2 separate regions of the Canis lupus genome follow, and region 1 is linked to region 2. A link is a contact called in public Hi-C data. All regions are on one chromosome and are shown on one strand. The core of a region is the stretch at or near the end of the contact, and the rest is flanking DNA. Distances in the headings are between cores, read along the strand shown. Region 1 holds the start of MAP4K5 (mitogen-activated protein kinase kinase kinase kinase 5). Region 2 holds the start of DMAC2L (ATP synthase subunit s, mitochondrial).

Evidence for each region. Hi-C and Micro-C count contacts between places; a contact is called where the count stands out from the background.
Region 1: a contact with region 2 is called in a Hi-C map of blood, with 2.8 times the contacts expected there. The contact joins the promoter of MAP4K5 here to the promoter of DMAC2L in region 2. A contact is called at or near these places in 3 of 9 Hi-C or Micro-C datasets (amygdala and blood).

Annotation. Positions count from the first base shown.
Region 1 is chr8:27,182,241-27,189,681 of UU_Cfam_GSD_1.0, forward strand. MAP4K5 (mitogen-activated protein kinase kinase kinase kinase 5) reads right to left here and starts at 1,965. Exons shown (of 33, transcript XM_038544670.1): 1 at 1,837-1,965; 2 at 634-850. The coding sequence starts at 741. It overlaps ATL1 (atlastin-1), which reads left to right and starts at 1,521. Exons shown (of 14, transcript XM_038544676.1): 1 at 1,521-1,593.
Region 2 is chr8:26,981,955-26,988,787 of UU_Cfam_GSD_1.0, forward strand. DMAC2L (ATP synthase subunit s, mitochondrial) reads left to right here and starts at 2,375. Exons shown (of 5, transcript XM_038544668.1): 1 at 2,375-2,487. L2HGDH (L-2-hydroxyglutarate dehydrogenase, mitochondrial) reads right to left here and starts at 2,271. Exons shown (of 8, transcript XM_038544666.1): 1 at 2,097-2,271. The coding sequence starts at 2,236.

The DNA.
Region 1 (7,441 bases), core at 715-3,214, 200 kb after region 2:
CTTATCCCCTCTCCGGTCATGGAATGTTCTAAATCCCTGAGAGAGGAACTGCTAAAGTAGGGGGAAAAAAAACCCAAACAAACCACCAAATACAAATGATGAAACATCTGCCAGGAAAAGCAGAATCCTACATAGGATAATGTTTATGCACACATCATTTTGATTGGTATTAGACCGTTTACAGTGAAAACTGACAGATCTGGTTTCATTATGACTTTTAAAACTCAAGCTCAACCAGGTAAGAGTTTTTTTTTTTCTTTAAACGCAAACGCCTCGTGTCAATATTCTTTCTCACCTACTGTCTTTGATGCAGCATTTTTCCTTGCTGAGACTGGCACGTCCTCAAGTGCAACTCCTAGAAGCAGACTCGAACTCCCCCTCGATACCACAAACAAACGTAAGAAGCCTTCCTAGCACACACAGAAGTACAACAGTGGTTTTGCAAAGGTCTGGTTAGTTCTGCGTGTTGGCAGCGATCAGAGCAAGGAATGAAAATAAGGTGCTCTGAGCGGAGTAAAAAGGAAGCCTGGCCGCTTCATCCCCACGATGCGACAATAAAAGCATCCTCCCCACGCCTCACACTCGGCCGGGAAAGCGGCGCGGCGCGGCCCGGCCCGGCCCGGCCCGACTCACCTTGTAGACGTCCCCGTAGGTGCCACTGCCGACCCTCTGGACGAGCTCGTAGTCCTGCTGCGGGTTCCGCCTCAGGATGTCCGCGGCAGGCCGCAGCGGGGCCTCCATCTTCGCTCAGGGCCCGGCCCCCGCCGGCTCTGCCCCCGGCGCCCCGAGTCCCGCTAACGAGGATGAGCGGCGCCGCTTCCCAACATGGAGCCTCTGCCCGCAGCTCCGCCTGCACGAGGGACGAGCAGAGGCTGCAACCCCGGGCGGCCCGGCCCCTTCCCTTCCGCCCCGCCGGGGAGCGCGGACGAGCGGGCCTGGAAGGGTCCCCGGCGCCCCCTAGTCCCGTCCCGGGCGCGGCCCTTCCCCCTCCCGGCCGTCCGCGAACAGCCCGCCGGCCTCCCCGCCCGCCGGGGCCTGGGGCCGGCTCGGTACCCGAGGGGGGCGGCCCCGCTCTTTGTTGAGCGCGGAGCCAGGGACCTACTTCCACGCCGGCGCCCGCGTCCCGCGTCCCGCGACCCGCGACCCGGCGCCCGCTGCCGCTGCGGACCCTGCGCCGCCGCCGCCGCCGCCCCGCACGTCCGCTCGCAGGCGGCGGAGGCGCGTACCGCCGTCGCCGCCGCCGCCGCCGCCGCCGCCGCCGCCGCCGCCGCCGCCGCCGCCGCACCACGTCCCCCACCCGGGGCTGCGTCACCGGGTGAAACGTTCCCGGCCAGCGTGGGTCGGCGCCCAGCGGCCCGCCCGAGCGCGCCGGCCGCGGGACCAGAGTGCCGCCCTGAGGCCTGGTCGGGACACGACAGCCTCCCGGCCGCCAGGCCACCGCGCCCCCCCCCGGCCGGGGCGCGTCCTTCCTCCGCCCAGGCTGCGCTCCCCGCTGAGGTGACGGACGCCCCCCACCCCCACCCCCACCCCCACCCCGGGCGGGCCTTCGCGAGCCTACCGGCCTCCGCTAAACCGCCCCCCCAGATTCGCCAGGTAAATTTGGAGGGTGACGGGTAGAGGGGGGAAGGGTGGGCGCGAGGGCAGCCTCTCCAGGCCAACACGGAAAAGGTAGGTAGGCTGAGGGCACTGGGCCAGAAGTCACCTGGCCGCGGGGGCCGGGGAAGGAGGTCGCGGGAGTGCCGGCCTGGCCGCGCCGCGGCACACCCTACCACTGCACCTTCCTGTTTTGCAAATCATTCCCGGTGGTACCAGTTTGAGGCTGCACTACACACCTACCTGCACAACCTGTCTTCTCCTGAGTTTTTCCACGACATTTCCGAAAGCCTGAATTCCCAGGAAGCCTCAGTGGCCTTTATCCCTGTTGGCGATACACGCTATGCCTCATGGCGGGACTGCGCCTTGCATGGGATCCGGAGTTCTGCAGAAGATAAAAACAAAAGCAGAGACCACAACCTGCTTCTGGCTCTACCACCTCCTCAGTAGGTGATCTGGGGCAGCACATCATATTTGGCGATATCTCAGGGTCGTTATCTGCTGCTTTTGGGGTTAAGGTTTTGTATCTGGCACACCCCCCCCCCAAAAAAAAGTGTTTATAAGGCGTCTTACAGAATTATAGAGAGGGTTAATCCATATAAGAGGTCATAAACTACTTCACAGTGCACAGAGTATGGAAACAGGAGTTCGAGGAAGTCATTGGGCTGATGTTTCACAAGCTGTTTTGCAATTTCAGTTCCAGTCCTGTTCGTTCTGAAGGTAGAAATAAAGTTGCCAGATTTATGTATTTCAGTAGAAATACATAAAAGATATTTCAGTAGAGGTTTCGAACAGAAAAGCCAGATAATGCTCAGCCAATGCGTTTAGTAACTGAAAAATCAGGAAAGAGCAAGTTGCGGATGTTGGCTTGTGAGTTTGAGCATCCAATTCAATTCCGTTCTTGGGCGATATACTCCTTGTTGGTGATCATTGTAATTAATTGTATAATGTAGAAATTAAATTTACACCTTAACAGGACGAGGAATATATGTATTTTCTTGTGCTCCCTGCACAAAAGGCACTTATTTAGCGAACATAAGTAAGCTCAGACTTACATGCTCTATGGACAAAGCCTATGTGTTTGCTGCATTGAAAAAATTGTTGAAGAACAGTTCCTTCTTTCAAAGCTTCTTGGCACTTGTTTTGGTGGGCACATACTTTTGGCTTCAATGACTCAAAATCTTTTCAAATGTTCTATTGGTATCCTAGTACTTGTTTACAGTCATAAATTCTTTTTTTTCTTCCTTTGACCCTATGAGCATTGATCCTTTTTCTAGTCTGGAGTTTATTCTTACGTATTTATACTTGCATTATTCCAGAGAATTTGAGGCAGCATACAGAAAATACATACTATTACACAAGATAAAAATAGGTAAATGAAGAAATAGGTATGATGTTAAAGAGAGGGAAAAGAGGATACTAGAGCAATGCAGCAAATTTGCCAAAGCAGCGGGGTTTTATAGTGTTTTTGAGATCACAGTGAAGCAGTTGATCAAGAGAGGCACATCTTGTCCTACTACGAAGACTTTAGAGAATTTTACCTCATGAGCCTTCATAAAGTGGAAACGCTGAACTCCCAATTTGAAACAAGGGTAAGTGTCTGATAATCCTTCAAGCATGTTATTCTTGAAGCACAATGTTTGATACGAATTGAGTAATAAAAAGTTTGAGGTCATAGGCTTCAACAAGACTCTGGAGTGCAGATATTTTTATGTTGCCAGCAATGGCAGATCCATATGCTTTGACTATCAATTCAGAGGCGGATAGCATGGAAAAAGTTGAAATTTTACATGGTGATTTAAAAATATGTCTGCTATAATCATTACTTGTACTGCCATTGATGCAAAGAGGAAAACATTTGTTTTATTCTAACTCCAAAAGAATCTTATTTAAAAATATTTTTTAAAAATACTGGTTGAGTTCATTTAAACAAGATCAGTGAAATCATAGCTGGTGAGTTAAATATTACATGGTTGGTAGAGAAATTCAAGTTTAATATCCATAAAATAAACATTTGGCACATAAATTTAATTTTACATTCTAAACAATTAAGCACAGAGCTTTCAATAATATAATGTAATAATAATAATTTTAAAATTGTAGCTAGCAGTTTCTTACAAACTGCTGAATGTTATAACAAAGTATGGAATAAGAATACGTATAACTTGATAAGCCCTTTATCTCTGCCTCATTATCATATATTCTTTGTGTCTTCATAATATCTGACATGTAAAATATCTTCCAGGTTTTACTCTCATCTACATAACAACCTGTAATGGTTTGCTCTGTGTTTTGTAGTGTTTTTCCATTCTGTCACAGTTCTTTAGTAAAATGCTAATTGTAATCTGTGGCTCCTGGTTTCTTCAGCCAAGGCTGAATAAAAAAAAAAAAAAAAACTGGGAACATAAAATTTTTAACTTCTACCTAGGTAAGGTTTGCAACTAATTATCCAAGATAGAAAGCCTTATCAAAACTCAAGTGTGACAGAACAGAGCATGAGGACATTAAGTTTTGTGTATGGAACATGTAGGCTTAACCTGTATAATCTCCTGATGAACCTTCTGGCATAAACTAGTTGCAAAATGTAACACTGTGTGATTGAGTTTATTGCTCCATGGATTTGTTAGATATAATTAAATTTTGGAAGACATCTTCTGCCACAGTTATGATTTAGATTTTCAAATAGTTCAGCTATTCTTTCTGTTACTAATTAGAGTCGTCTATTGAGGGAAGAATCATGTTTTTGAAGAATAGAAGAGCTCTATTTTGTTCTGGACAGCAGTAGACCATGTATCTCATTCAGAATCAGTATCAAGTCAGTATGAGGGGAGTTTTAAAAAAGAAGTGTTGGGGGTACCTGGTTGGCTAGATCAGTGGAGCGTGTGACTCTTGATCTCAGGGTTGTAGGTTTGAGCCTACATTGGGTGTAGAGATTACTTAAAATCGTTTTAAATTATAAAAACAAAAACTTAAAAAATAAAAAAAGAACAGTTGCATATTCCTTTTTTTATCCAGCTTGAAATGATCATCTGATATGTTAAAATTAACCTTGATTCCCAGGATGGATTTTAGGTTTTTATCAGGATTGGTAGCAGGGTTCCTGTATTTGGCTCACAACTTGATCCCGTCTGCAAATTCAGTAACTAAGAAAAAATGTAAGTTATAAATAATCTTGCGTTGTTCCTTGATTTCCTCACAGTATAATAAGTATAACATTCAGAAGGGATGCTTAAAGTTTGCTTACACCTCATATAAACTAATGTTTCAAGAAGCCCTAATGGTCAGAAGAGACCACAATGCCTCACTGTGGCCCTATCCTATACCTCTACCACTCTTACAGTGTTCTAACTAGCTCTTTTTTTCCTTGCCCCTTTAAGATGAGTATAATAACGGCATTCCACTGTTTCTAGTCTCAGGGTGTTTCACTATCCCTTATTAGTTCCTTAAACCCTGTTCTCATTTTTAAAAATAGTCCTTTCATTAGATTCTCTCTTTGTGCTGTATCTTTCTTGCCAGAACCGTGATTAATAGTTACAGGTATTAGAAGAAACCTCAGGAAAGAAACCCTTGCTTTGTGGGATGGTATTACTCACATAATCTGGTGACTACCTATATAAACTTCTTGCCATGGAAAATGAAACAAGGGTGTCACAATTACTGAAATAACCATCAATAGTGACAGGAGATGGAGGGCGCAGCAATGGAAGGCCAATATCTAGCACTTAGCTGCTTTGGTAGTGATGATCACTAAAATCATGCTGTCACTTGCTCTGATTGCCTCTGAGAGAATACTTGGGGGAAAAAAAAAAAAGACAAATGGCCTGAGTTCCAAACTGAAGGCATGAGTAGAAAATCCAAAAGCTTCTTTGACAGCTTCAAAGAAACCTATTTCTCATGTAGCTGAAGGGGAAATAATGGCTGAGAATCAAGCCCATAGCTGAATAGTAAAGGCTCTTGAGTTGCAATAGTATTTAAATGTGAGACCTAGATCTGTTATGCCAAAGTAAGAGCTCTGGTATAGAAGTACTGGGATCCTGCAACAAGGATGGGGGCATTTGGGTAGATATAAATGACACTGAGAACTTTGAACAAGAGTAATGTTTCAGATAAGTGATAGACATTAAGAAGTGCACTTGTGATGAGCACCAGGTGATGTATGGAAGTGTTGAATCACTATACTGTACACCTGAAACTAATATGACACTGTATGTTAACTAACTGGAATTTAAATAAAAACTTTAAAAAGCAGAGAGATTTTAGCATAGCCCTGATGGAAAAGGACAAGACCTGTTCTTGGAGAAGAAAACTTTTGCACTGCTGGAATTACAGGGTCTTGCCAAATACCTGTGATTCAGGTTGACTTGAGCAGTGGTAGTCTTTCTGAATTGGCTATTTGAAGTTGGTAGTCTCTATGCTGAGATGCAAGAACTTCCAAGACATACTGTAGAGGAAGGAATCTGAAGATTCACGGAGATGGGAATGTTGAACTTGCCCTTTTATATGCATCTGGCTTAGTAATGCTCTATCCATACCATCCCTATAAGGGCCTATAATATCTGCCTTTATCAAAGCATTGAGATAAAGGGCTACAGATGTCCTTGAAAAATTATTTGGTGGCTGTCCTAATTGGTTGGAAATGATAATGGAGACGCCACAACGAAATCAGGATCCATGATTTCAGTGGGAATATTTGAGATCCTGGTAGAGTCCAGGTGGGACTTAACTGTCAAAGGCATGTTCAGCGCAATTACCATGATAACCCTCAGGAGGAAGTGATAATCAAGGGTGTTTGCAAGGATCTTCGATGGTGTATGATCATCAATGTCAATTAATTAAACCAATAGTCTACCTAAGTGCTACTTGACATATGTAAGCAGAAAAATTTCAGGTCTGATGAGAAATTGAACTCAGGTCACTGTGATGGTGATTCAATACATATCACCCAATTCTTAAACTGTAACCAGTTCACAAGTCTAGAGTACCTGAATTGAGGGAGAAGCCTCACAGTTGTATTTCTACATGTGGAGTCTTTACTAGAGCAAATCAACACAGCCCTTGGCACCTAGAATATAGCTATTGAATTGACACTTAGAATGTAGATTTCAGTTCCCTTTAAAAGAAATAATCAGAAGCAGTTTGCCTTCACATGACTTGGATAGCACTGTCATTATCTTAACCTCAGACCCATGTAAACACTTCAGTTATAATATGCTGTAATTCCAGAGGGACCTTTGTTTTCTTGATATCTAGTAGAACATCCTGTTAGTCTATTACCTTGATGACATAGTGCAAACTGGATAAGTAAACAGGAAATAGCAACTGCCCAAGGATACCTTAAAAAGACCCTTTTATCAGAGGATGAGAAATAAACCTAGTTCAGAGACCTGTGCAATAGTGAAATTTCTAAAAATCAGTGGAATTACTGTGTTCTACATCCACCTCAAAGAACAATACACAGTGCTTGGTTAGACTGTTTGGATTTTGGAGCCACCATATTGCACGTGCTGCTCTCTGACCCATTTACCATGTAAATCATATGGCAGCCAGTTTTTCATAAGACTTGGAAAAACAGAATGTCCTACAGATGGTCCAGGTTATTGGCACAAGCTGCACTGATAGGGTTTTGGTACAAGAATGTGCCCTCATCTCCTGACAACTATTCTCCATTTGAAAGGTAACTCTTGGTTTGTAACCAGGCCTTGGCAAAAACTAAACACCTGACTGGGGGATACTGAGTGACTATGTTTTGTGAACTGCTCTTTAGGAACTGGGTGTTATCTAATTTACTGAATCATTAATTGAACATGGGCAGCATAATTTCATTATCAAATGGAAAGGTGTATACTGG
Region 2 (6,833 bases), core at 1,125-3,624:
CCTTTGTTCTGTGCTCACTCATATGCAGGAAAAACAGATCTTTGGGCTTATATCTTACCCAATTTGGGCCACATCATTGGTCTCCCACTCTTCCTCAGGCCATTCTTTGGATTGTTGAAGATGTTAAAGGATATAATGGTCCCTTTTTTAGTCCCAAATATGGACTCCACCCATCTCAAGTCTTTCTGTAAGGGAAATTCTAACATTCAGAACCTGGATCCCAGGTGCATGACTTCATGTTTTATACTTTCTTGGGAACCTCTGGTGTACTTTTCTTTTATAAATCAATGCTCAGTATTTCTCAATGGATATTCCTCTTATGGCCCTACATTAAAAAACATGCCTACAATGAAAAAAAATCAAGCATGTACTAACTAAACATGACTGAGCAACTACGCTGCTGGGCATCTATCTCAGAAAAATAAAAACCAATGTTCATACAAAAACCTGTACATAAGATGTTCACAGTAGCTTTACTCATAATAGTCCCAAATTATAAACAGTCCAGATGTTCTTCAAATGGTGAATGGTCAAACTGTAATACATCCATGCCATGGAACAACTAGAAGGAATCCACTGTCATTATAGGCAACATCTTGGATGAATCTCAAAGACATTATGCTGTGTGAAAAGAGCCAATCTCAAAAGGTTATATACTGTGTGGCTCTGCTTATACAACATGCTCAAAATGACAAAATCTTAGAGCTAGAGAATAGATTAGTGGTTGCCAAGGGTTAGGAAGGGTGGAGAGACGGGATGTGAATATAAAGGGATTTGGTAACACAAGAGATGTCTTTGTGGCAATGAAACATTTCTTTATTTGTGGTGGCAGTTACACAAATTAACATGATTAAATTGCATAGAATCACACACAAATGAGTGCATGTAAAAACCGATGAAATGTGAACAAGGTCTGTGGATTGTGCCAATGTCAATCTCCTAATTTTGATATTGTACTATAGTTAGGTAAGATCCTATCATTGGGGTAAATTGGCTGAAGGATGCATAAAATCTGGTGAGTTTTTTTTCAATTTCCTGTGGCTCTATAATTATTTCTTTTAACAACTATAAACAAAACCATCACTAATCCTACTTCTCTTCCCTTAAGAAAAGCAATCCCAAAATAATTGTCTACGTACCCCCTTCTATGACTCACAAATTCTATGCCACTCTAATCCACTAACTAAACCACTAACACACACAGCAACCAGTCAAATTTGGAAACCTCAACATTTAATCACTCCCTATTCTTTAAAAACCCTTTAAAAGGCTCCCAATGCTCTCAGAATAAAATTCACTATGTGGCTAAAATAAAATCCCTGCTGTGATGCAGCCTCTCTCCAGGGCCATTCCACACCACCTCTGTTCCACTAAGCTCTGGTCACGCTCAGCTCGTCCACCTTCCAGTTCTTGAACTAGCCAAGAGCTTTCCAGCTGTAAAGCCTCAGCATAAGCCGTTCCCTCTACAGAGAGCAGAGAAAGACAGTGGCTTCCAAACTTCAAATGGGATCTCCATATGGGAGAGATGGGATCTCCAAACTTCAAATCACAGGACACTTACTTGTGCAGGCTTTGATTAGCAACTGCACCGCTTCTCACAGGGGCAACTCTATGCAGTGGTTGCCAGGACCTGATGGGTTTAAGAACGGTTTCAGGCCTTTCGAGCAACACCGGGCAGGGATGCCAGCTAATAAACAGTATATTTGATCGCTTGGTGTGGTAGGGCCTTGAATCCTTAAAAGGACCACCTACAGGAGAGACTAGGCTCCGACTCACAATGGAGCCTTTAAGGAGCTTAAGTGACCCATCCAAGAACTGAACAGGAGGTGCAGGGACAGTATCCAAAACCAGAGCTGCTCTGGACCTCTCTACTCCACACCGCCTTACTCTTTTCATCCGGCACACAAACACAACGAATGAATCCTAGAAGGAAACTGCTGGGATCCGAGGCTGGGATCCCAGGCTCCACCGGATCCTGACCTTCTCTCACGCCCGGGAGAGGGAAGCAGAGCAAGGGCAGAGGTCCAGCAAGGGGCGCCTCAAGGAGAAGCAGCAGTAGTAGCACAGGCGACGAGGGCAGGCCAGCGGCTACTCACCGGGTGCTGGCTCTGCGGCCACCCTGGCACAGCGGCCAGGGCCTCCCCTGCGCCGGCCTGCGCGCCGCAGAGAAGCCCCCGGGGAAACCCCCGCGGGCCCGGCTGCAGGCTCCGCTCAGGTAACGCAGCGCCGGCACCATGGCCTGCGCCCCCTCCCCGGCCCTCCCCGGCCCTCCCCGGCCCTCCCTCGGCCTCCAGAGCCCGCCCCCGGAGCCGGACGCGGCAGAGCTCCCGGCGCCGCCTGGCCCCGCCTCCCACTCAAGGGCCAATCGAGCGCGCACCTTCGCCCCACGTGGGAGCGGCGCCAGTGGCCAATGAGCGCGCGCGGCGGAGGGCGAAGGGCAGGCCGGCGGCGCCGAGGACGCGGGGCGCGCTCGCCTCCTCCTGCGCTGTGAGTAGCGGAGCTGGGCCCTGAGCGAGGCGGCGGCGGGCGGGTGGCTGCGCTCCGCTCTGCGCTTTCCCTCTCCCGCTGTTGGGCTGGCGGGAAAGCTGGTCCGTCGACTCGCGCGTCCTCGGTCCTCGCCGCCCAGCGTCCTCGGGATTTGGGGAGAAGGTCTGGGCGTGACTGGGGTGACGGGCCCGGCGGCCTCCCCGCCAGGCCCCCCTAGGCCCCCCCCACCCCCCGCTAGCTGGAGGCCGGCTGCGGGCCGCGGGCCGCGGGCGGAGGCCCACCAGGGGCGGGGCCTGTCCCTCCCTAGCTCGGGGGCGGGACGGCCACGCCGGGCAGCCTGCAGCCTCCCGGACTTGTTTTTGAGCCGCTCCTGGCGGGGTCATTTCTTGGTGCTGTAAACAGCGAGCGTCTAGGAGAACCAGACGCGCGGTCTTCGCCGTCGTGTAACTGTCTGTTTCCTTATCTTAAACGCTGGGTGGAGACGGGGTTTTAAATATGCTGTGCGGGGCTGCGGACGCGCCTCCCTGGACCGCGCCCTTCACCCGGTGGTCCTATCCGTAAGGCGAGAGACGTGGGCTACGTAATCCCTAGACGACCTCCTGACCCTAAAGCTGTGTGATTCACCGTCACCGTGGCAGTTGAACACCTGTACTCTGTGCTTAGTGGCAGTTTTTGATTTTTAGGATCAGAACAGCTGAACACAGGGGCACCTGGGTGACTCAGTCGTTCAAGCGTCTGCCGTTGGCTCAGGTCATGATCCCGGGGTCCTGGGATCCAGCCCCACATGGGGGCTCCCCGCTCAGCGGGGCCCTGCTTTTCCTTCCCCCTCTCCCTCTGTCTGTAGCTCCCCCTGGTTGTGCTCTGTCGGTCAAATAAATACATAAAATTTAAAAATTAAAAAAAAAAAAACAGCTGAACAGAACAAAAATAGAATGTTAAAAACTTTATTGCTGGAAGGACTTTGAATTTGGTTCCAGCCCGTGGTCTGGTTGCTTGTGAATCTCATTTCACCTCTTTGCCTTAGTTCCTCCTCTGTGAACTAGGAGTAATAATGTCCCGCTTATAGGGCTGTTGTGTGGATTGCAGGAGATAAGGCTCATAGGTGTTTAGCACAGTGAAGTACAGTTGACTTTGAAGACCAAGGATTTGAACACTTAAAAGAGATATTTTTCAATAAGTCCCATACAGTAATACAAATGTATTTTCCTTGTGATTTTCTTAACATTTTTTCTCGTTTTTTTGTTTTGTTTTGTTTTGTTTTGTTTTTTAAAATTTTATCCATCCCTTCGTGAGAGATACATACAGAGAGAGACAGAGGCATAGGCAGAGGGAGAATCAGGCTTTCTGCGGGGAGCCCGATGAGGGACTCCATCCCAGAACTCCAGGATCACCTGAGCCAAAGGCAGAGGCTCAACCACTGAGCCACCCAGGTGTCCCTCTCTAGTTTACTTTATTATAATAATACAGTATATGATACATATAACATGCAAACTATGTGTTAACTATGTTATTAGGCTTCTAATCAAATGGGAAGCTGTGAGTAGTTAAATTTGAGAGTCAGAAGTTATATGCAGATTTTCAACCCCTGGAGTAGGGGGCGTTTTAATCCCTGTGTTTAAGGGTAAACTATACTGGATAAATGACTACTCTTATTATGTTTAAATAATTTTACTTTCTAGACAGTTGAATACTTTATTTATGAACACAAGGTAGAATGTTACCTGCTTTCCCCATTACAAATAAAAAAAGAGACGGTTGTTTGTTAAATTCATTTTTTTTTGTTTTGAGATCACTGTAGAGTCCTGCACAGCTATAAGGAACAATAGAGATCCTGGATATCCTTTACCCATTCTCCTCCAATGATAACATCTTGCAAAATTGTAGTGTAGTATGATAACTAGGAAATTGACATTGACACATTCCATTGATCTTATACACATTTCCCCAGTTTTACATTTGTGTATTTGGTTCTATGTAGGTTTTTTTTTTTTTTTTTTAAGGATTTTTAAAAATTTATCCATGGGAGGCAGAGACACAGGCAGAGGGAGAAGCAGGCTCCTCACAGGGAGCCTGACATGGGACTCCATCCTGGAACCCCAGGATCACACCCTGAGCCAAAGACAGGCCTTCAACCACTGAGCCACCCAGGTGTCCCTGATTCTACATAGTTTTTATCACATATGTAGATTGTCGTGTTGCCACCACAGTCAAGCTACAACACCCATCACCACAGGGATTCCTCCTGGTGCCCTTCTATAAATACACTTCATTCCTGCAAGGCACCCCTCCCCAGTCTATCTCCCTTTCTAAAATGTTGCCATTTTGAGCATGTTCTATAAACCGAATTACAAAGTATGTAAATTTTTGGATTAGCTTTTTTTTTTTCACTCAGCATAATCCCTTGAAATCCATCCAGATTGTTGCAAGTCTCAAGGGTTTATTCCTTATTGCTGAGTATAGTATTTCAAGGTATGAATATACCACAATAGGTTTAACCGTTCACCCTTCGAATGACAACTGAGTTCTAGTTTTAAGCTATTTGAAATAAAGCTGCTATGAACATCAGTATACTGCTTCTTGTGTGAACCTGTTTTTATTTACGTGGAATTAATGCCCGAGAGTCCAGTTGCTGGGTCATATAGGATAAGCACATGTTCAGCTTTGTAAAAAATTGCCAGACTGTTTTTACAAAGTGGCTGTGCCTTTATATGTCCTACCAGCAATGTTTGAGTAATCTAGTGTCTCCTTATCACCAGCAATTGGTGTTGTTACTATTTTTTATTTAACCATTCTGATAGGTAGGTAGTGGAGATGGTTATTTTTTTAGTTTGCACAAGATGTGGTGGATTTGTTATTAGGTTAAATACAGAATTATACATTTCTGTGGTCTGTGGTCAGACTTTCATGGGTCACTTGAACCGAAAGTAGTGACTTGTTTACCATATGATTTTGAGTACATGCTGCTTAGTTTAGCAAGGTGAAAAAACAATACACCTGCTCTTTGTATAAATTTTTTTTTCTGTTATCCCCTCGCCTAGGTTTGACTGTACATTAATTTGTTTCAATTAAGTGATTTCAAATCAAAAGCTCACCTTACATTCATACACCCCATGATGTCTTTAGTATGACATCTGTATTCATGTCCCTACCCTCAGCTGAATAGTCATGTTCATTTTCCATCTGTGTCAGAACCCATAAGGTGTTACTTCAATGAGCCCCCTGTGATGCTGGCCTAGGAATGACTTTGGGGAACTTTGTTTCCAATTCCTCAATTCCTAATGAATTCTTTAGTTCTATTTCACTAGACTTTACATACCTCAGGAATAAGAATTGGCATCAATATTGAGTAATCTGCAGTGAGGTGGGGCTATAATTTGGGGAAAGACTTTCCCAATTCCAATAACACCCCACCCCTCCAAATTTTATTTACCCTCAAAAACTAGTCCCCCCCCCCTTTTTTAAAAGATTTTATTTATTCATGAAAGACAGAGGCAGAGACATAGGCAGAGGGAGAAGCAGGCTTCATGCAGGGAGCCTGATGTGGGACTTGGATTCGGGACTCCAGGATCATGCCCTGAGCCAATGACAGAAAGTCAAACCCTGAGCCACACAGGCATCCCCAAAAACTAGTTCTTTAGTTCAGTCTTTTGACCCATTTAGCCATCACTTTGAATAGCCCTGATAAGTAAAAACAGAACTTCCACTTAAACAAAACAAAAAAAAAAAAACTTACTCTTTTTATGCAAATAGGGGAACTCTCAACCAAACCTACTCAGAGACATTTTGTGTATATACTATTTTGAATTAAACCTTAGAAGTCTGGCCTCCTCTAAGTAACAAGCAAAATTGTAATTTTTAGAAATGTGCTCCAAGCCAGGTTCTGATAGTAATGAAGGAGCTTTTTAAAATGATTTTAGGGGCGGCCCTGGAGGCTCAGCGGTTTAGTGCCGCCTTTGGCCCAGGGCCTGATCCTGGAGTCCCAGGATCGAGTCCCACATCAGGCTCCCTGCATGGAGCCTGCTTCTCCCTCTGCCTGTGTCTCTGCCTCTCTCTCTTTCTCTGTGTCTCTCATGAATAAATAAATAAAATATTTTAAAAATAAATTTTAAAAATAATAATGATTTTAATTTCTGGATTATTTATTGAAAAAATAATTTAGTGGTTATTTTTCTTAACTTGCTGTTAACTTTTTTTTTTTAATCATTAGAGCTAAATTCACCAACTCACCACTAGAGGTCTCCTCTTTCCTTATAGAAACCATTCCCAGAGGTTGCTGCTTAAATTCATCTGAAATTTCTAAAATCAATTAGCACAGGCACATTTGAGAATGTAAAAACCTACCAATT